Linked DNA regions of Sus scrofa: region 1 is linked to region 2. A link is a contact called in public Hi-C data. All regions are on one chromosome and are shown on one strand. The core of a region is the stretch at or near the end of the contact, and the rest is flanking DNA. Distances in the headings are between cores, read along the strand shown. Region 1 overlaps LPP (lipoma-preferred partner). Region 2 overlaps LPP (lipoma-preferred partner).

What was found. Hi-C and Micro-C count contacts between places; a contact is called where the count stands out from the background.
Region 1: a contact with region 2 is called in a Hi-C map of embryonic fibroblasts, with 2.4 times the contacts expected there. The contact joins two enhancer-like sites. A contact is called at or near these places in 2 of 47 Hi-C or Micro-C datasets (both in embryonic fibroblasts) and 2 of 2 datasets of contacts at active chromatin or transcription factors (alveolar macrophages and skeletal muscle).

What each region holds. Positions count from the first base shown.
Region 1 is chr13:126,170,859-126,175,326 of Sscrofa11.1, forward strand. All of the region lies in intron 5 of LPP (lipoma-preferred partner), which reads left to right. Among named protein-coding and RNA genes, the nearest start is that of MIR28, 110 kb to the right of the region's middle. Within about 2 kb of position 2,288, at least 4 of the 83 cell types and tissues checked have an H3K27ac peak or open chromatin away from gene starts, as enhancers often do. A contact at or near this core is called in embryonic fibroblasts, where this site is marked.
Region 2 is chr13:125,888,557-125,893,399 of Sscrofa11.1, forward strand. All of the region lies in intron 2 of LPP (lipoma-preferred partner), which reads left to right. Among named protein-coding and RNA genes, the nearest start is that of LPP, 110 kb to the left of the region's middle. Within about 2 kb of position 3,530, at least 33 of the 83 cell types and tissues checked have an H3K27ac peak or open chromatin away from gene starts, as enhancers often do. A contact at or near this core is called in embryonic fibroblasts, where this site is marked.

The sequences.
Region 1 (4,468 bases), core at 1,038-3,537, 280 kb after region 2:
GGTATCTTTGGGGCTCATTTCCATGAGGAAAAATGGAACAATAATGATATTGGATAAAAATATTGAGTGGTAAAGAAATGAGTGAGAATATTTTATCAGCCACAAAATGGTAATCTCATGTAAGGTTGTAGTGTTACACTTGTAATTACCCAGCTGTCTCTCACATTCACTCCTGTCTCTACCCCAGTACTTTCTAGTTGTGTAAAACTTAATCTGAGAGTACTTTAGGTATTCCTTATCTATAGTTGTAGTTTTATATATAAGTATAATACTTATACTTCCTTATGTAGTATTCTGTGTCTATAGTTGTAGGGATTTAGATTTTTAAAATCCTAATTCTTTTATTTCCCTGACAGTATTAAATTCTTCTCTAATTTACTCTGAGAAATAACACCCTAGATACTTCCACATCTATTGTATTTTTCTCTTAATTAGGTATGGATCTATGTATTACTTGAATTGTGACATGTAATTATGTATGAATATTTAATAGCATTTAAAGTGATGTGTACACTAAGTTATTTCTGGGGTTGTAGGAGATAAGACTTCTTTCTTACACTTCTCTACATATTTTTTCTTTTTCTTTTAGGGCCGCATCTGTGGCATAAGGAAGTTCCCAGGCTAGGGATCCAGTCAGACCCTATGCCAGACCTATGCCAGATCCCAGCAACATCTGCAACCCATGCCACAGCTTGCAGCAATGCTGGATCTTTAACCCACTGAGCGAGGCCAGGGATCGAACCCACATCCTCGAAACTAGTTGGGTTCTTAACCCACTGAGCCACAACAGGAACTCCCTCTACATATTTTTTAAGTTTCTATAATTAACCTACTTTGCTTTTGCTTTACATGTATATTGTAATTTATATAAATATTTCTATAAATGGGTACATAATGTTTATTTTCATAAATTTGAATAAATGTATGTACACCCAGAGAGTATTTTGGCAAAGTATAACATCTTTTAACAATAAACATCTGACAAGGCAAATTTAAAAACTATTGATTTTTCTATCCCTCCCTTTCTCTCTCACTTTTCCCTTTTTCTCCACCTCTTCTACCTACTTATCTATCTATCTAATCTCTCCCTTCACCCCCTTTTCTTTCTTTTATCCCTGCCCAGCACCTTTTTAGCACTTTTCAGAATAGAAACTAAAACAATAGAAAGTAAAATGATCTTAAATATAATGTTTTAGAAAAATAGAATGTTTTTTGAGAGGAGACGGCTTTTTTGGATCCATATATCATTCTGGTACTTTTATCTATCTCAAAACAAAAGTAGAATTGTGATTTTTAATACTAATTTCAATTTTTAATGAATAGACTTTCCTTTCCAACCACTCTGATGAGAGGGAACAGAACACAAACACAAACCTGTTGGTTCTAGTAACACACATCCTAGCTGAGTGCCTTTTATGGTTTCCAATGGCCCTTATGATTTCTTTTTCTTCCTTTTCAAGTTTATAATCTTGGTTGATTGGCGTTTTAGCAGTCAGAAGTTTGGGTCCTCATAACTAAAGCTTCTACACTTTATTTTTTTCTCTCCTGATGTCTGCTATAGGACCGCCCTGCTCTACTTATACTTATGTCTTTGTATTGTTTCCCTCATCAATTCCTGTTAATTTTAGTTAGAATGATATTAACTTAATCCAGAGTGAAGGGTGCAAGTATTTGTGTGTCTCTCTGAATTTGCTAAGGGGAAATATTATTTCTCACTTTAGGAGACTTGCTTCTCACTTTTTTTCTTTTTTCAATTTGGTCTGTCCAATTAGGAGACCACATTTAGTACTTGCTAGTTGAGACTTGTGTTCTACAGTTCTGAGTGAGTTCCTCCTGTGGCCCCCCTCCCCATGAGGCACTGAGTCACAATGCGATTACCAGCTGCTAGCGTGTTTGTGCACATAGCACATTAGATAGTGGGGTAACCAAGGTTTGGCCTGGGAAGTGCTTTCAGGAAAGATAAAGACCCTTTCCTCACTCTGATCATCTTTGAATGGGTTATTGTAGCTGGTATTAGCGTTATAAGTGATCATCTCTGAGTCTGTCTCTGTTTCAGCCCAGATGGAGTTTTGATTTTGGAAAATCATTTAATGAAATGTATTTCCTGTGCCTGGTAGTCAGTGATCACTTACCAAAAAAAGGAGGTGGTGGGAGAATAAAAATAAACTTATGATAATTCACATTACACTTAGCCTTTACTGAGTAAGACCAAAAAGGGAATGAAGCAGGCTCTACTGACCAGCATTTGCAAATGGATTCCAGGAATGTGGTTAGAGTTGCCAAAGTAATCTTTGAATCCTGCCAAAATCATCCCTTGGGATTTTGTTAAGGTTAAGGGAAGTGAGAGACATGGAGGTGTGTATGCGGATGTGTTTTAAAGATTTCTTACCCAACAGTGTGTGGTGGAAAGAACACTGGCAAGCCTGAATTCTAGACCTGGCTTCACCTAATCTCCATCATACTGGAAATGTTACCTACCTTCCTTGGAACTTTATCATTTGTAAAATAAGGATGTGATTAAGGTCTTTCATCATTGATGTTCTATGATTTAGAGTATTCTACAACAGAAAGGCCATGCATGTTCAACATGTCTCTGTCTTAACTAAACTAAAATAAATGAAAACAAAACGAAAAAAGCAATCACATTAAAAATAAGTGATCCCTCCCCCCCAAAAAAACTAGTTAGTCAAGCTATGACAATTTTTTATCTAACTTTATTTTTAAAGACCCTGTTAAGAGCTCAGGTTCAAACCACAGCATGTGCAAACTATAATACTGTATTCAATGCAAATGACAAGGATCCAAGAGTTATTTTACCAAAAATCCTCAATTTTTATTAGTAATACTGTAGCAACTATTTTTCTCAATAAATTCCTCTTTTCCTAATATTTAAAAATATGATCCAAAGATTTAGTAATTAGTTATGATTACAAGCTTATATAACCTGTAACATTTTGCTGTAGCTATAATATCTAGTGCCTCTGCCTTCTCAATCATATGTTTTTCTCTGTTGCTAATACTACCTATTGATCCTCTATTCCTGATTTCGGTTCCTTCACTTTGTATGTAGAGTATAAAGATATTTTTGTTAGGTTTCTGTGTCTTGTCATTGTTCCCTCCTTTCTTATGTGTTATTGAAAGCTCCCAAGCGAGCCAGGAAGTCTCCATCTTTAAAAGGCTTTGGGGAAATATATTCCCACTATTCTCAGCTTATTGTAGGAAGGTATACTTTTTCAGAAGCAAACTTACAGCTTTGTTTAGGGTGGAAATCAGAATGCAACAAAAATGGTCTACATATAATCTTACAGCATCATTGGCAGACCTTATGAATGGTTTGTTTTCTACCAAAAGTCAAAGAGCAGCCAGTGTGACTGGTGATACCTAGAGAAGGTATATTTAGTCAATACTTTACCAGAGCTGGTAGGAGATAAAGATTAAGAGATTTATTGCAGGGAATTAATTTATGTGATTGTGTGGGCTGGCTAGGCAATCCAACATCTGTAGTATAGGCTGTTAGGAAGGACAGGCTGAAACTTTGCTACAAAAGCTAATACTATTGTCCACACGTAGAATTTCTTCTCCTTTAAAGAAGTCTCAACTTTGCTCTCAAGGCCTTTCAACTTTCAATCAGGCCAACCCAGATTCTCTAAGATAATCTTCCTTACTTAGTCAATTTATTATAGACTTTAATCCCTTACACAAGATAATTTCCCAAATATACCTAGATTAGTGTTTGATTGAATAACTAGAGAGATTGTAGTCTAGCAAAACTGACATATAAAACTGATCATCACAGAAGGTTAACTATTTTCTACAACAGATCAATCTATATAGAGAAGCCATGAGCACTGAAAGGTCAGAAACAGGAAAAGCAGAAGAGGTACCTCTTAATCATCCTAGCATAATCATCAGAATTAGTGGTTGGGGGTGATGATAGATGTAGGGGCAATAAATCTGGGCAGATGATGTTCTATCTCATGCATGGTGGGCCTGAATAAGCTTTGCCTATCTGCTCTGGGAATAGAACCATTGCTCTACAAATAGTTCCTTTGTGCTAATTTTAAGTTCCAAACAGCAGAGTTGATTGCACTTTCTTTTTCTTTCTTAATTATTACAACTTAGTAATGTGTTTATATGCTTCTTTAAAGTTGAAAGAATTTGACCAAAATGCTTTTTCCTTCACATTGTTATCCATCATCTCCTGATCTCTTGGTCCTTGCTGTTATTCACTTGGCAAATTGCACACTGTCTCTGCTCTGGGTCCAGGCTTTCAATCTTTTTTTTTTTTAATCATTTTTTATCCAAGTGTAGTTGATTTACAATGTTGTGTTAGGTTTAGATATTCAGCAAAGTGACTGAGTTTTTTGTATACACACACATATTCTGTTTTCACATTCTCTTCCATTATAGGTTATTACAAGATATTGAGTATAGTTCCTTGTGCTAGGCGGTAGGTTCTTGTTGTTTA
Region 2 (4,843 bases), core at 2,280-4,779:
TGTACACGGAAAAAAATTGCTGCCTATTTTGTTAAACTGTACCTAACAATGAAACAGTGATAATAAGAGTGTGTTACTGGCTGGGGGTAGGGCAGTGGGTGATGTTGGGGTTGATTCATCTTAGTCTCTAATTCACTCATGAGTTCCAATGAGTCTCATACATGGATACAAATTATTAATTCTCTCTAGATGTGACCTTATCATTCTAGCTCCCCAAACCTTCAGATGTTTCCTTTTGCATATAGAACCAATCATGGACTTCTGCTTGGCATTTAAGGCCCTCTATGATATATCCTTGACATTGATATAATAAAAAGATGTAAAAATGTAGCAGTTAAGAGCCAGACTTGGCAGCCAGACTGCTCCACTACTAATAGCACTGTTACCTGGGCAGGTTACTGACCCTCTCTGTTTCAGTTTCTTCATGTGTAAATTGGGAACAGGATTGTTCTGGGGATTAAGTGCGTTAGAATTTGTAAAGGTTTACCAGTGACTTGGTCGTAATCCATCACATAGAAAGTGCTTTACTTGTTTATTAAATTGGTACGTTTCCAGCTCTTCCACCAATAGCACATCCCTTTTGCATTAGACTTTGAGTCATTCCTGAGACGGTCACCTCATTTTGCTGCCTCTGTGCAGCTATGATTCTCACTTTTAACAAGTTGGCTCTCTCATTTCATTTCTGACTGTCCAACTCCTCATCATCCTTTTAAGGACAATTTCAAGTGCATTTTTATCCATTTCCTTCTTTACTCATTCACATTCTTCATTCCTTTAACAAATTTTTACAGAGCATCTTTTGTGCCAGGGACACAGTTTCTGAACTCGGGAAGGTCTGTTACTTCTGCCACCCTCACCCTTCCATTGACATATTGCCATCAACCTTGCTTTACAGTTTCTAATGGATTGGTTTGCTCTCCCCTGCTAGAATATTGGCTCTTTGAAAGTAGGGTGCTTAATACTAGGTGCTTATTGAGCTATATTTAAATTGAGTAAATGAACAAATAAAGACTTATCCTTTGTGGGTATAATACCTTCTAATAAACGCAAGAAAATAGAAACAATATTGTGTGTGTGGTAGAGGGAGGAAGAGAGAGAGCAAGAGGGAGAGTGGGATAGAAATGTTGAATGAAGAGAAGGATAATCCTGGTTCTTAGGGCAGTGAACTACTTCCAAGTTGAAGAAAAGCAAAAAGACAGGAATGAGATGGAAGCTGCCGAAGTCGAGAGAAACTGGGTGAGAGAGTAGATTATTTTCTGAACTGTAAAGCATTTTCTCCAAGAAATGGTTTTCCTTAAGTGGTATAAAATGTGGAGTGAATTGGGTCTCACTTTTCCTTTTCCTCTTTAGGAGGTTGGAGCTGATTTTTAAAATGAGGTGGGGGAGGGAGGTGGAGCTTGGAGAAGGAAAGTGAAAACTGTTTTCTGAAGCCTTCTTTTTGCCAAGCAGCTCTTTAGAGAGAAAGTTAGAAGGAGATCCTGCCAAAACTGACCAGAGGCATTCAGACCAACTTGTTGTTTCTCTCATCGTTGTCCTGGTTCTCTCCCAGCCCTATTCTCTACTCCAGATACCTTCTTTCCTTCTTCCTTTTGTTTTTAAACATGTAAGTATTAAAGTGAGAAGCTGGGGGATAGGGGGGCTGCAGCATTAAAATGAAACACAAAGTAAGCAATACATTTCAATCTTCAGTTATAAAAATGATGTTTTAGATTTATTTACCCAATCTGTTTCCTGCTGGGAACTTCTTCTCCTGCCACTGCTCCTCATTTGTTTCCCAAATTTCTACCCACTTTCCGACTCAAAGCAGGAGAGGAGACTCTGACCACACAATGGGATTTGAGAAGGGAGCAGGGCAGCTTTCAAGTGCTGACTCTAGAGGCAAATTCCTGGCCTTTTTCCTTCTGAAGATTTTTCAGCTTTTTTTTTTTTTTTTTTTTTTCTTTTAAGTCTCTTGAAAGTTTACTACTAAAGACCCTTCGCTGTGGAAGGCACAGTTTCCATGATGGACCTGCATTGACTGTGTCCTTGGTGTTTGCAGGCCTCAAGCTACTTTGTAGGGATGCTGAGATAGAAAAATTGGACCTCTGACGGCAAGGGCTTGGGGTGTGTGTGTGTGTGTGTGTGTACATGTGCACTGTGGGTGCTGTGGGGAGACTGGTTTCTGGGGATGGAGGGTGGGCCAGGCAGTAGGTAGATTGTTATGTTCATACCTGAAGATCACCTGGAGACCTGCTGTAAACTTATCAGTGACACAGGGAGGGCAGAAGGTTCTGTTTGTTGCCACTGGGGAAGGCTTCACTGAGGGTGTGGTGTTGAAAGGTCTTGAAAGATAGCTAGAACTTCAATAAACAAGGAAGAGAGACGTGCTTTCAAGACAAAGGGAATGGGGAAGACAGAAAGCGGGGAGTGGCAGGCTGCGTGTGGAAGGTATGTGAAGGTGAAGCATTGATGTCAAATCATAGAGGTGATAGATGCCCCCCATCATGTGTTTGGGGCTTTTCCCCCCTGTTAGCAGTAGGGAGAGTTATGTGTTTTAGAAAGAGCTGTGATAGGATTTCTGTGGTGTGTGTGTGTTTGTATTTCGTTTTACTTTTACTTTTTAACTTTCTGAGCCTTTTTAGGAACTGTGAGGCAACCTTAGCTCTGGGAAGTGTTCACTACCTGTCTCTCTGTCTTGCCTTTCCTTTTCTGGCCTGGCTTGGTGCCTTGTCAGGCTTCTGATAATGAAGTGTGTCAGGGCTGGCTCCTGGGAGCCATGCGAGCAGACCCTGGGCTCCTTCTCCAAGGTTCCGGGTCCTTTATCCTCCTCCTTTCCTCTTCCTCCTCCTCTTTCTCTATCACCACCCCCAGCAGCAGCAGCAGCTCTCCCCTCCCTAAAATAAATAAACCAGTCGCTCCAAGAGGTTCCAAGCACATTAGTCACATATCCCAGAAGTTTAATACAGAATTATTTTGACAGCGAGAACAAGAAGTGTTTTCTAGTTGAACGCACAGAACTTGCTTCTTCCAACTGGGCTTTCTGCCGCAGAGACAGATGATATGTTTTTTAGATGGAATCGGCTGCGCAGGAGACTGCGTCGCTTCCCTTGGAAACATGACAAACTGCTCACTACCAAAAGTGGTCCGGGAAATTATGGGGGTGGGGGAAGAGAAGAGAGAGAGAGATCACATCCTTGTTGAGAATATAACTTTCTCCCTAATAACTTCAGTCAGCCACTTAGAGCTTCTATGTGTTTATTTATTTATTTGGCTGCCCCTGGAGCTGTGAAGTCCTTTTTAAATCCTGGGCTTATGGGTGTTCTAAAAGATGAGGACAGCTCGAGTTATTGCAATGCGGGTGGCTCTCCAAGCATTCCAGTTGAATAGCTCTTCCAGAAATATTTCTTGACTCACTAATTTAGCACTTTCTGTTGCTGTTACTAAGCAGATTGAAGAGTCTTCCCTGTGATTTCACCAGACTACTCTAGGGTTGACGTGTATCCGATTATTCCTATCTGGCCCATGGAGAGATGGAGGAATGCAAAGCTGAAGTCCACTGGCGCCCAAGAGGGCCTTTTCCCTGTCTTGCCAGAGCGCTGTCTGAAGAGTCAGGGAAAAGAAGAAAAGTGTGTGTTTCTTTCCCAGCTTTGCTCTTCTCCTTTAGCGCCCCACCTCCAAGTTCTTCCTGGGTGGTTAACCTGGGCAGGAAGACCCAGAGCTGAGCATGGAGGAGAGACATTAAGGAAGTTCCAGACCTGGGATACCCATTCGTTCTGGCTCCCATTATCCTTCCCCTCTTGATTCTCAAATCTTTCTAGAGTTACAGCCTTATTGGGGGTTGGGGGTAGCGAGCTGACCTCTCTAATTGCAATGCATGCTCTCTGGAGCTCTTTTAACTTTCTCTGATTGTATCTCATTAGCCCCTCATTCCAAGGCCTTCGTCCAAGAAATGTCTTTGTGGTCCAGACATTGACTGGCTGTATGACCTTGGTCAGTAGACTCATTGGGCCTTGGTCTTTTCAGAAACTTTTTGTTTATGGAATTCTTTCTTAAACCCCTTGTGAATTGTCATCTGAAACCCCAGTACAGGTTTCCCTGCTATCTGAAAGTGAGAGTGTTCCTATGACACATTTTGTGAGCTGAAAAGGAGTCAAGTGCAGAAGCAACTGCAAACTCTGAATGCTATTTTTGCTTTTTGCCATTTTTTTTTTTTTTTGTAAGAACGAATATCCTCTTTGGCTTTCTTTTGGTCAATGAAACAGATACTAATGTAAGCCTTTTCATAAAAGCAAAGTGGTGTAAAGAAAATTTTTGAAAGGTAAATGATACCTTTAAAATAATCAAAGTATAATTATATGGTGGCACTGTTATGTCATTAAATGGTTAAATAGGCTTCCATCTAGGGCTGAGTTATGGTCCTAAATTCTGTGCCTCTGTGGAACCCACTTTGAAAGCCACTGTATTGGAGGTGCTTCAAGCTTCTGTAAGCTTTCTGCCTCTCTGGACATCTCTTAAGGTTGAGAAAGTGGCACCTGTACCGATGAGGAAGATGGGCCCAGAGGGAGACTTGGCCCTTCTGGTTTCCCTACACTGGCTGTGAAATTCCATGTGATGAAGGCCTTTTAGCCTGCTCACTTTCAGTGATTGTTCTCAGGGGTTTGTCAGCTCCTAGGCCTCCATCCACACCTGGGCCTGGTCACGTGCCTGGTCAGCACCTCCTTATTATTCATTATATAGTATTGAGTGGTCATCTCAGTAATTTCTTCCCAGAGCCTCTGTCTCAGGAACATTTATGAGAGGAGTAACATTGTATTCAAACCCCTCTTTTTCTTTTTAAAGAGCTGAGTTTACTTTTTATAAGAAA